2 separate regions of the Zea mays genome follow, and region 1 is linked to region 2. The links are chromatin contacts, called in public Hi-C maps. All regions are on one chromosome and are shown on one strand. The core of a region is the stretch at or near the end of the contact, and the rest is flanking DNA. Distances in the headings are between cores, read along the strand shown. Region 1 holds the start of LOC100277858. Region 2 has its middle 58 kb from the start of LOC109939968.

Evidence for each region. Hi-C and Micro-C count contacts between places; a contact is called where the count stands out from the background.
Region 1: a contact with region 2 is called in a Hi-C map of leaf, with 4 times the contacts expected there. The contact joins the promoter of LOC100277858 here to the enhancer-like site in region 2. A contact is called at or near these places in 2 of 25 Hi-C or Micro-C datasets (endosperm and leaf).

The regions. Positions count from the first base shown.
Region 1 is chr5:175,693,690-175,700,786 of Zm-B73-REFERENCE-NAM-5.0, reverse strand. It overlaps LOC100277858, which reads left to right and starts at 2,063. Exons shown (of 3, transcript NM_001151317.2): 1 at 2,063-2,324; 2 at 2,402-2,552; 3 at 4,147-4,469. The coding sequence starts at 2,225. The coding sequence ends at 4,177. It overlaps LOC100273912 (N-glycosylase/DNA lyase OGG1), which reads left to right. Exons shown (of 3, transcript NM_001148304.1): 2 at 54-264; 3 at 1,193-1,776. The coding sequence ends at 1,429. LOC103627280 (a long non-coding RNA gene) reads right to left here and starts at 5,472. Exons shown (of 3, transcript XR_553527.3): 1 at 5,108-5,472; 2 at 4,677-4,898; 3 at 4,346-4,597.
Region 2 is chr5:175,555,850-175,562,169 of Zm-B73-REFERENCE-NAM-5.0, reverse strand. No RefSeq gene overlaps it. Among protein-coding and RNA genes, the nearest start is that of LOC109939968, 58 kb to the right of the region's middle. Within about 2 kb of position 1,564, at least 6 of the 20 cell types and tissues checked have an H3K27ac peak or open chromatin away from gene starts, as enhancers often do. A contact at or near this core is called in leaf, where this site is marked.

The DNA of each region.
Region 1 (7,097 bases), core at 814-3,313, 140 kb before region 2:
ATAGTATACTGAATTGAGCAATTCTGTGTGGTTTTTTTATGACAAACGAGCAGGGCAAAGTACATTGTTGGCACTGCTAAAGAATTGCAGGCCAAACCTAGTGGAGGTCAAAAATGGCTTGCCTCACTGCGTGAGAAGGAACTTTCAGATGTGATTGAAGCTCTTTGCACTCTCCCAGGTGTTGGTCCAAAGGTCGCTGCCTGCATTGCTCTGTTCTCCCTTGATCAAAATCATGCTATTCCTGTCGACACACATGTTTGGAAGGTATGCTATATTGCTATATCTCACTTTTGTATTAATGTTGTAACAATTGCTTCTACTTCTGTTGTTTCATTTGGACATACCATTGTTAGTTCATTGATATTTTTAGTGAGGTAGAGCTTGTTTGAGTTATGTCCATCACCATCATTCTCTGTTAGACCACAGTAAGGCTTTGCATAGATGAATTATCGACCATTTGTACAGGCTAACGTGTGTTGCACTTCCTTTCGCTGTATGTAGACTGCACATGGCACCTGATTCAAGTTATGACTCAACCATTTGATTTGACCATAAAAACCTTGCTCTTCATTACTAGGTTTTAGAAGGGTAGACCTAGTGTAGTAGTGAGAGCTATCTCAATGAGCTACCAGGTCACGAGTTCGAAGCAGTCTCTCCGCATTTGCAGGGGAAGGCTTGCCTTGGTTTATTCTTTTCCTAGACACCACTTATGTGGGCGCATTCGGCACTGGGTCTGCCTTCATTGCTAGGTTTGTTCCCTCTTAAAAAAACAAAACTATGTTTGTTTTTTTTTGGAAAAATATTATTTGAAACGCTAGTAAAACAATCACCATGTGTAGATACATATTCCTGCTGCATTCATAATGACTGTACCACTCATGTTGGGGTGTTTTTTTTGAATTCTTATTATTTTTCAATCAAACTTGTGGATGCAACCTGTAGAAGGTCTGCTGTCTATACTTAGTGGGTGTTTGGTTTCTAGAGACTAATTTTTAGCCCTTATATTTTATTTCATTTTAGTCTGTAAATTGACAAATATGGAAATTAAAATAGAGTTTTAGTTTCCGTTTTTGGCAATTTAGAGACTAAAATGGAGGGACTAAAAATTAGTCCCTAGAAACCAAACACCCCATTAATATGATCCAAAGACTATTTCATGTGAGTGTTAAACTCTATATGGATTCTAATGCAGGTTGCTACACAGTATCTATTACCAGAGCTAGCTGGCAAGAGCTTGACCCCAAAACTTAGCGTTGTTGTTGCCGATGCTTTTGTTACTAGATTTGGAAGCTATGCTGGTTGGGCACAAAACGTTCTCTTCATTGGCCAGCTACCAACTCAAAAAGTTGTTGTGGCTCAAGTTACCAGTGACAATGGTACCACAAAGCCTACCAAAAGGAAGCGCAGGGTGCAACCGGAACCATGTTGAGGGAGCATGGATACCAGCGATAGTGGGTTTGCCATTCTTCTGTGTTATTCTCGTTCAGTAAGAATGTAAGATGATGTAATATGACCATGACGAATGATCTTTTCTGCTGAACAGGCATTAGGTTGCTCCTGATCACACTAACATATTTGCTGTCAGCTTGTAACATATAGGAATGCCTGACTCATTACATTATGAGTTCTATTTTCATATGTGGGCATTGTGTTGTTTCTTCGTTAGCCTGCCCGTGCATCTTCCACAAAAACATCAGGATGGAAGCGGGGGCACATGTAACCGTGTTGTGTTGTTATTTAAACAGCGATGAGGGATTCAGTTGAAAGTATTGGGTCAATAGTTCTCTGTAACCTTTGCACCCAGCTATACCATCCCGTGCTGCCAGGCCGGCTTCTTCTGATGAACGTTTGAGCAAAGTTGTGTTCTGAATGTCCTGAGCTCCTGGTGACTGACTCAAAGGACAAATTTCTGTGATTTTACACAAAGGACACATATATACCAGTAGCCTCTTGTCAATGGACAACGGGTGACTTTACGCAAATATCATTGTCTTGCGACATGATTTTACGCAAATGTTATTGCCTTGCGATATGAGTATATGACACTCTGTTTCCTCCTCCCGAATCCGGTTGCCTGCATTGCCAGCAAAGTCAACGGCGCTACAACTGCATTACTGCAGGCAGGCTTTTTGCTTGCTTCCGCGGGCCTCGCATGCCATAGGCTCAATAACCTCGCCAGCGGATCCCTTCCTTGCGAGGCCGGAACTGAGCTGCCGCCGGCGCTATGGCGAGCGGCGGCCTGGCGGCTGCGTCGGAAGTCGCCGTCGTTTTCCTCATCCGCCCTGTCCTTGCCATCGCCTTCGTCTTCACCCTCATCCTCCTCAGTATGACTCCCCTCCCCTTATCTCCTCAGTTGAATAGTTGCGTGGGTTCCCTTCCCTGATCCGCTTCGTCGCCCCAGGCTGGTACGTGGCGTGGAGGACGGTGCTGGTGCACGTGCCGCTGGTGCAGGAGATCGCCGGCCTGCGCCCGAAAAAGCCCTCTAAACCCAAGCCAGCCAACCGCGGCCGCTTCGCCAAGTTCTACCAGAACCAGGCCGAAGCCGCACAAAGGTCAAAGCTTTACCTCCGCACGACCACACAAGCCTTCTTCTCCTTTTGCTCATCCGGATGTTTCAGTGCTGATTCATGTGGAAACTGACTGTCCAGCACTTGTTCAATTCGATCCAGATTGACTGCTTCAGTGCTGTTCAGTCCTGGACTCCTGGCATTGCTGAAGCAGTTTGTTGCAGTTAGGTTGTAGCTTAGGATTGTATCAGCATACCCCGCATGGCCACCCACTATCTGATCTAGTTGGGCATATGGCGATTCTGCAGCTCTTCATGTGGGCGTGGTTGCAATTGTAGTTAAATTGGAGTGGGGAAAGTTGCTTGAGCTGTCTATTTCAGCATTTCAAACTTGATTCAGCTTCATTTACAGTTTGGTACAACGGCTAAAGGACCTGAAGGCATAATTACCTGCATTTTTGTGTCCTTGTTCACCTCTGGATGCCCATCTCAAATTCCTAAATTTCTTGTCATGCCTACTATTGGTGCTAAAGTAAAACTGTTTGTTGCAATCCATAGAAAAGTCTAGACATTTCAAACTTCAGTGCATACAATTCGATATATTGGCACTTTGGAGCTACTCCATTTTTTTTTGACTGGAGCTATAACTATGTTCCTTACGACAACACAAGTTTTTTTTACACCTTGTATTGTGAATATCTGCAGTCCTATTCTCTCAGAAGCGGCTATTGAATTGCTTAGGCATAGCTGGGAATACCGGATACTTGTATATGGATGGGAGAAAAATAAAGCCATTATCATTTGCACGATCAATGTGGTTTATCTAGTAAAAAAATGAGTTGTGATTGAAATAGCTTATGCAACATTTCTCATTTAAATAACTAGTAATTGCACTTCATATATTGTACATTATGAACATGTATTCTTGAAACATGGCTAACTGTAAACTCTTATGATTTGATTTATCTTGTTGTCTTCTTACACCTTGAAGTTTTCATATTTCATCTTGACCTGCAACGCCAATATTAGCATTACTACAAGAAAGTAGGTGGCACCCTTTGGTTCATCATTCAGTTTCAGTTGCTCCTTAATGCCATTCCTTCCTTTCAGTGATGGGCAAGTACATAGAACCTAAGGACGAAAGAACATTGCTATGTGGTACCGAATCCGTTGCTTGTAGGCTACGGTAGCTGTTTTAGAAGCCTGCTGCAGCAGTGGTTGGGAGCGTCTCCAACTTGGCTAGGAGAATTTGTTTGATGCTTTCTAGAAGACTAGAACCTTTTGATTACCCAGAGGTCTGCGTTTGTTTTTTTATTCCATCCCACAATTTTACAATATAACATGCTTACTAGCAAATTGTATCATGAGTTCTGTCAAGATAGCTAACAGTAATGTATTTTGGGTAATTGGGTGCTCAAAAACCTTTCCTACTTTAGACTTCTTAGCTAGAGTGTTCCTTCCATTCTCAGATATCATCCCAATGTTTCAATCATAGCGTGCTTACAGCTAAAGTTGCTCTATGTTTGCAGCTACAAATCGTTTTAGCTTCAGGCACATAGATTATGAAGAAGCAGAAAATGGCCATACTCCTTGTACGCATCTCCACAAATCTCTAACCTGATTTCTTAATCTGTTAACAGGAACAGCAAATCAGAAGGGGCATCATCTTAAGAGAAATCCGTCACCACCTTGTAATGAGTACCTGCCGCAGACTTTATTATGCAGTTCTAATTAGAATGCAAGTACTACCAGTGACGGCGTCTTTTTAGGAGAGAATGTATACCAGCATGTGATGGGAGCATCCCTGCCTGCCTGACGATACATCAGGCTTATGATAGTAGCGTATCAACTGTTTATTGCATGACCTTGTAAAGTTAAGGACCTTATGATTGTACATATATATATACACCTGTATACAAGAAATAAAGAGAAGCACATGTCCTTTGGAATAATATCAACGTACCTTCTCCTGCGCGCTATCAGGTTCAGCTCTAATCATTGGCTCATGATGGCGTTTCTAAAGATGAAAAACTGCTTTATATGATGCCCAAGCTGCTGGGATCGTGCTTGCGCTCGTTCCTTTCGGCTTTGCTGAACAATGATCATCCATTCAATCAGCCAATCATTTGGCGACCGATTCCATCTGGGAAGGATGGAGATCCTGACTCACCTGGCAAGAGGGAAGCCATACATTTCTTGAGAACCAGGACCAAACCACCTGCCCAAAAGCCGCTTCCTTTGCAGCAAAGCTCCTTTGCCACTAATTAGTTGATACTAGAAACAACTGAACTTGTTCATCCTTAAACAGTACGAGCAGTCGTGATTACGCAACAGAATGGTTGGCACCACATCTGATCTCCTTTTCCTGGTGTTCTCTCCTTTTGATCCAGACCTGAAAAGAGCGATGCAAAAACCATCTACACAGCTTAAGAAACCGTCGAGTGGAATGGTGGCTGATACCACCACCGCAGGAGAACTGTGGAAGGAGCCGGCACCGGCACCGGCACCGGCAGTGCTCCCTCCCCTCCAGCTCCAGCGGCACAAAGTGAGGCGGCCACTCTTACAGCAGGATCTCCCCCACCTGATCGCCTCCAATCTTACCAAAAAGCGCGATGTCCGTCCGGTCACCGTCGTTGAAAACCAGCTCGACGCCGTTCTCAGGGGGGGCCCTCCGGGGAAACGCTGGGTTGTGGATGCCATGATTGGGGGCTTTGTAGCATCATTGTACCTTCCCAAGCTTGTAGATTCCAAGCTAATCATCATCATCATCATCATCATTCATCAATGGCGACGGTGGTGGATTCGGCTGCTCTAGATTTTCGGTAAGATTTCCCGGGCTGCCTCATGTCGAAAGCAAAAGCAAAGCCAAGCCAAGCCAAGCAAAGGTAGGTGATCGAGTTGAGTGACCTGTGTATCATGCAAAAAGGGCCACGGTTCAAGGTGCCGAGCCAATCTTTTGATAGAATGTTCCATGTATAGGCTATAAAGAAAAGGACCACTTGCGACGATGCACATGACACATCACTAGCTTGTTTGCTAACATACGCTAATGAATCCATAAATGTTCCTAAAATGGCATCCTTGACCTATCTATGCGCTATGCTAGCGACTGCACACGCAAGACTCTAAATGCTAGTCAAGCTGTGCAAAAATACTCACCACACCAAAATTCGGTATTTTCGCGTGTGGGCCATTGGCCGGTCAATGGACTTTGTTACGTGTGTAGTGCGTACGAATTTAAGTGGTATAAACATGGCAAATGGCATCGAGTGTGTGCTACTGACCTTTTGGATGTGAGATACACATCGCCTTTTGTTGATACTTTTGCTTGCCCAATTTTAGGTGGACAAATTACTTTTACTTGGAATGTTCTGCAAACCTAATTTTCATGCCATTTTCTTACATAGTTTCCCTAGCATACCTTTTTTTCGATTATAATGGCAATGAAAATGGTAAACGAGGATGAAGTGGTTGTGTGTGGGCTAGGGCTGGAAACGAGCCGAGCCGAGCCAGGCTCGGCTCGGCTCGGTGAGGCTCGGTGGAATAGCGAGCCGAGCTAGGCTCGGCTCGGTCACTTAGCGAGCTCGGTAATGAGGCTCGGCTCGGCTCGGTATAGGCTCGCGAGCCGGCTCGGCTCGGCTCGCGAGCCTGTACACTCAAGTACTCAACAACATTAATTATAGTCATTAGCTCAAATTTGAAGCACAATATGTTCCATGTAATAAAAAATTATGTCCCTTCACTCTAGTTCCTTGTGAGTTGTGACCAAAACAGCACAATTACACACTGGTCAACGGAGATTCGAGTAAGCAGTAGTTTGGACCGAGCCTCGAGCCGGCTCGCGAGCCTCACCGAGCCGGCTCGGCTCGGCTCGTTAGTGTAGCGAGCCGCAGAATTAGGCTCGGCTCGGGCTCGTTTAGGCTCGCGAGCCTCACCGAGCCGAGCCGAGCCTGATCGAGCCCGAGCCGGCTCGCGAGCCTCGAGCTTTTTTTCCAGCCCTATGTGTGGCTATAGGAAAATAGACCAAGGTCTATTTAAAGTAAGATTTTGGTATGTGACTGTTAACATAACTATTTGGATTAACATTATTGCTAGTATTTTTTTTGACGTAGTTTAAATGATACCTAAGTGGACTTAGACTAAGACAAAATGGTGATCCAAATGATCAATATCTGAAGCAAGACATTAGAAGACATACTGAACACCTGCTAGAATACGCAAAAATCCAAGCCTAAGATGAAAAAAGCCAGACAAAGACACATGAAGAAACAAGGAGAACACATGCTTCTCAATGGCAGTGAACATGTCCGGTAATGCACTAGATATGGGAGCACTTTATTAAAGAAGAGCAACTGCAACTAGAAATATTTAGTGGACACCATATACGACACTAGACATGATACTTAGAGGGTTGCAACATGACTGGAGAGACCCATAAGGCACGAGACGTGTCCAGTGGTACATTGGATAAAACATTGGACGTTTAGTCTCCAACTATCAACAACGTCTAGAACCCAATGACTAGCTGATATGAATGCATCATACATATCTACTGAGTGCATCAAACATGTCTTGTTAGTGAGCCAAAATC
Region 2 (6,320 bases), core at 315-2,814:
GCCTGGTGCGCGGCTAGGGCTTCTCTGCCTGACGGCCGGACGGTCCGCGCCCTGGGGCCGGATGGTCCGCGCGTATGCAGAGGCGGCGGAAGTCGCCGGCGGCGCCTGGATCTCGCTCCCGGGAGGGACCCCGTCGGGGAGGAGAGATCCTAGGTGGTGTCTAGGCTCGGGCCGGCCGACCTAGACTCCTCTAATTGACGTAGAGCCGAAGAGAGACGAAGAATTTGGGGATTGGATAGCTAAACCTAAACTAGACTAGAACTACTCTTAGGATAAAATGTAAATTGTATTGATTGAAAGTTCGATTGATGATACAAATCGGTCGTAGGCCTCTCTTTTTATAGAGGAGGGGGGCTGGACCCTTTACACGACCGGATTCCGAGCTAATTCCGCGGATATAGCTAACAAACATAGCACAAAACTCGGACCCCTAATCTACTCTGCGCGTGCGCGGACCGTCCGGCCCACAGGCGCGGACCGTCCGGACCGCGGACCATCCGGCCTCAGGGCCGGACCGTCCGCACCTCATTTTGGTGCTCAACAATATGCTATTGTTGTTCATCCACGCGTAACATGGTTTTGTTGTGTTGTCCAATAAAAAAATACGCTATTAGTTATTTGAATGAAAACAAAGCCAGAAGTATATTGATAAAAATATTAAGATGCATCAATTGCAGGAAGAAAAGCAGAACTTTGGGCCAAGCGAGCATCCAAAAAGGAGATCTACATAGTGGTTCGAAGATATGGATTTGATGCAGTGCACACAGAATGCATTCCCTATGGAACTAGGTTTTTGAGCAAGCAAAAGCAACCCTTTTTTTTCCTCTCTCCTTTGTGATGGGTTTTGAGCAGGCAACTGATGAAAGAAAAGGAGGTCTCCCTAATACTTGCTCTGTCCGATTCATCATTCTCTCACTTGATTCCAGCAGATGTCGCGACGAATTGAGATTTCGAGGCGTCAAAATCATTGATGAAGATCACGTGGTAAACCATGCATACGTTCACTCCCAACAGGTCTTGAAATTAACGAGCAATGCAAGAGATGATTAGTCTCGGTAAGAGAGAGCGGCGAAATTAGCCACTGTCGGCATCGTCAACGACGCCATCCATCATGGAGTTGAAATGTAACAAATAAAGCAAAAGCGAGAGGACGACGAGATAGAAGGAAATTAGCATAAAGCTAATAATGTGGCCACGCCGTGTAATCATTTGGACATCACACATATCAAACGGAATGTCCCTTCACATGATCCAGCGAGCCAACCAATGGCCTTCGGTTTTCTTGCCTACCAGCACTACTATCTCTATATATCTAGTATATATTTAGCACCACCCAGTCACCTTCCCCAAAAAGAAAAAAAAAAGGAGTGACAATCACCTCGCAAGATTGGGATATCTTGTCCAGGTTTCTCCAAAACAAAAGCAAAGCAAAGCAAAAAAAAATCTCAAATGTATTTGTATTATTGGTGTATTCTTCACATGAACAAAGTTAGTCCTCCTACCTTTATTGACTTCCAAGTTCCAACGTCCACGAGTTCCTTCCCTTTGGTATGGAACGCCGAGGACAAAATGGAACTATGAGAAGCTTCACTTTCATTGTAGTCCATATCTCACTCTCACTTTATGGAGTATATATATATATATATATATATATATATATATATATATATATATATATATATATATATATATATATATATATATATATATATATATATATATATATATACATACGTAATTAACAAGTAGATTAGTGGTAATGATACACACTATCTTAATGAAGAGATTGGAGATGGACCAGTTGTCGATGCCCCATCACAAGACAGATAAAGAGCATGTATTCTTTTATATATATACATACCTATGCAAGTGAGAAAAGGAGGAGGGGGGGGGGGGGGGGGGGGGGGGGGGGGGGGGGAATGCCCCATCTTTTTTGTAACAAAAAAAGAGAGGAAAAAGGAGGCATCATAGCGGTTGTACGAGTTCGGCGATGTCTTGTTCACCAACTAATTAAAGAAACGTTCTATGCGGCCAAAATACCATCAATCACCAGCAGATCGTCACCGCTACTATTGATAAACACGAGAATGCATGTACTAGCTACTCCCCCACACTAGAATAGAATATTCGAGTAGTATAGTTAGGCATTGGGACCGCCTCTGTGATGGACACATCAACGATTTCGATATGATCCAGATGACTAAAAATGGTGAATAGCCTACACAAAAAAAAAGTTCTACAAAACTTACAGAAATGACTAGAGCCAAAGTTTGAATATGTAAAACCATTTACTTCCTCTAGTTCTAATTTACTCTAAGCGCTATATATCTCCTAAATAAACTAGAAACTTGTAAACAAATTGTTATGAACTAGTCAGGGCAGTTTCTTAGCAAGATATAAAGGTTAATTATAAATTACACAAGGATAGATAGAACAACATGATATAACAAGTAAATATAATTGTAAGGATGGTTTGGAGTGCAAACCACACAAAACAAGAGGTGACACAAGATACATCCCTCGAGGTTCTGGTTGCTTGTCACAAATATATGTCCTCATTGTGGCAAGTCCTAGCTATATGGTTCACACACTAACTGGCATTACATGTCAAACCCATAATACAAGTACCATAAGAATCACTCTAGATTGGCACCCCCAACAGCCTATATTTTTACTATATTTGCTCTTCGTGAATCTCCCACAAGAAATGAGCACAAAATCCTTGCTTTCACAATAATGATTGAGGACGATGATAATCACCAATAGCCACTCAATGATCTCGCAAACTCTAGGTGATAACAATTACGAAGAGTAATGGGAGTGTAACTAGCCCAAGTCATCCAACTAGTGCCAGAAGATGCAAGAGCTCTATGTAATGTACTACAAGTCTACAAGTACTCCAATCTAACCCCAAGTGATGAACTACAAGTTACAAGTGAGTGGAGTGTGTTTCTATAACCTCAAGAGGTGTATGCAAGTGTTGTAGTCGAGGGATACCAGCCAGAGCCGGCTAAGGCGTCTATATATAACCCTACAAGAGAATCTAACCATTACCTATTGTAATACAAAATTTAGGTGCATCATACATGTTTAGTGCACCACCGGTCAATACACCATATATATATATATATATATATATATATATATATATATATATATATATATATATATATATATATATATATATATATATATATATATATATATATATATATATATATATATATCCGGTGTTTTATTCCAATGGCTACATCTCCGACAGCAACAAACTAGGCGTTAATGTTGTTAGATGTTTGGTGCTTTCACCGATCACACCACCGGACACGTCTAATGAGTATTGGACCGTAACGCGTAAATTTTAAGCTCTTTGGATACCATATTTGGTGTGGTATCCGGTGCCACATTGGACACATCTAGTGCACTATAGAGAAAAAGTGCATTTTCGACATGCTCTCTAAGTGCCCTATCTGGTGGGTTGTTCGGTGCTCCGTATTTGGTGAACAACAGACTCCATAGCGTTTGGCTATAAATAGTGAAGTAAATACAAGATGACGCCATATCTGATGTTATGTCTGTTGCTCTTTAAAAATCTGCACCAGCAACATTTTCTCTTCTCTTCTCAAGCATACCAACTCTCAAATGATTTCCCAAACATAATAGAGCGTAGTTAGCATTTTCTAAAGTGGTTTTAATAAACATTTTTATTACTATCGCATGTGTCACTTAGGCCTATATGCAATGCATATGATTCCAACACCTAGTGGCACTATATGACCAAGTTGTCTATTTAAGCTCCCCCCTTAATAGTATGATCATCTATCCTAAATATAATACTACACTTTATTGTGTCTTGACCAGCAAAACAAAATATCCTAGCTTATACCTTTGCATTGACCACTTGCATTTTGCTTTTCTTATTTCTCTTTTCATGTTGACCAATCTCGCTTTGCGAACATATCCACCCTTTTCATGGTGGCCAATCTCGCTCAACCTTGTTATGTGGACTTAACATATCTTATTCATAACACTAGAGTAGAGATTAGTCTACTAGTTGTCTCAACTACTAAAACCACACATGGATCTTCCATAGCTGGCGCCCCTCACTATTAGCTAGGGCCGACACCTCTTGCGATACTCCTCTAGTAGGGTAGCTTCAACACCCATGGGGACAAAATAGGAAGCTACCTGCAAAATTGGGGCATTCTACGGGCACTGATCATCGTCAACCTAAAAACATATGAAAAGATGGTGAGAAGAGGCAAATATATATTAAAAATCATGTTTAACAAACATGTTGGGGCTTCTGTTCTTCTTAGCAATAGGACCCATGAAAGGGGCCTTTGAGTAAATGTGTTGATGCATCCTCTTTGGGATAGAAGTGTCACTAGTGCGGACTGCTCTCTTCTTCCTCGAATTGCTAGGGTTAGTGCCCTTCAGAGCGACCTCCTTTCCCTTTCTCATGGTAACCATACTACTAGAGGCCTACTATCCTCAAAGGGGGGCTGACCATGGGTCCTAGAACCTTGGCCCATAATGAATAGAGGTTGTCCGGTTGGGATCCCTAGCCCAGTCATGTTGTAAAGGGGCATGTACTAGGCCACATACTCATAGGTTGCATCATCATCAAAATTGGTGAACATCCCCATCAGTGTCACTAGCATTTTTTGAGTCGATGCAAAAACTTTACCATCTCCTCCATCGTGTCTGGAGGAAGGCTAAAGTCACGACACTATAGGAGCCACATGTGGTCCTTGATGGTAGTGTACTCCCATATTGCCTTTGAGTGCCCCTAGAGTGGGGCAAGCAAACATGACATGAAGTGCATCGACAAAATCGGTGTTGATAGCCCCCTCGCCAATAAGCTCCTTGATTCTCCTCAGGACCAGCTGCATGACATGTCTCGGACTAGTAGTAGACCTTCCCGCGAGTCCTTGTCAACCATAGGCTCCCTCATCGACATCTTTAGGTGTGTCTATGGCTTGACTTTGATGCGGATCCAAGACTCCAAATAATGTTCCATTTGTTAGAGAGGTCTATTGTGATATATGATGTATGGAAGAGAGGCCTAGAGTGTAGCTAGAAGTACACCTTACTGCAGAAGTTTTGGTTGCTCAACACCCAAAGGACGAAGAAGTGGTAGAAGATATCGAAGCATGGCCTCACCCCCCTCCACACGAATACTTTGCATAGATAAGTGAAGATCGAGAGGGCAAGAATGAAGTTTAGGGTAAGATGCTCGACTTGAAGACCATAGAAGTTGAGGTCATAGAGAAAGAACCTCGATAATGAGAAATTCATTCCTACCATCATGTGTGGGTAGAAGACAATGCACTACCCCATTTTCTCTTAGGGAGTCCATGTCATATTCGTTGTCAAGCGGACATTGCTGGATATTGGCAGCATGAGCCACCTAAGGAGCTTGCACGCCTTGTCCAGGCCTTATTGGTTGAGGACTCTACCACACGATAGCAGGTCAAGAGCAAAGGTTGTAGCCATGGTGATTGTACTTATAGAAACAAGGGAATGGCAACCACTAATGAAGGAGGAATAAAGCAATTGACAAGTACGAAGAGTCATGTGAGGAAGTAGGAAGGTAAAAACCAAACACTCATACTTAAATCCCCAACTCTATCAACTGTAGGGTATGGAAATAAAAACAATGCATGACCCGCATGATCTGTGAGATGTATGATATGATGAATGTACAATGCTCTACCTACCAACTAATGTGGTTAACACATGTGGATTTTTAGCATGCATGGTAGACCTATTCTATAAGGCGTTTATAGTATAAGTGCCCTATCTGCAGGTCTCCATAGGCCAATGACTGATTTTGTATAATATCTCCATTCCTAATTTCCATTTTTTCTTCCAACTGCTTGGCTTTGTGCCCAAAGCATCACATGGTTCATCGAAATATGAAGAGATGTGTGACGTGTCCAATGCCAAGCACTTTAACTTTTAGGCAAGTGGGGGTGGTGACATACAACTGCCCCCACACTAAGCACAACACTACGGTCTAGAGGTGGCACCCTAGAAATAGCTAAGAAATGGTATAAATCAGCTCTACTATGGTGGTTCACTCTTCATGGCCTAGCATGTCTTCGCCTTGTGCTCTTGCTCACCCTTAAGGATGGCAATTTAACCCGCAAACCTGAAACACAATGGTTACCTGACTCAACAGGTGCAGGTATAGGTGAAGATTTTGACCCATGGGTGCACCCACACCTGACCCGGAGTTTTGTGGGTGTGGGTTTCTATTTCAACCCGCAGGTACCCACATCCGATCCAATTTTTTGTTCATTCTTTATTTTATGCAA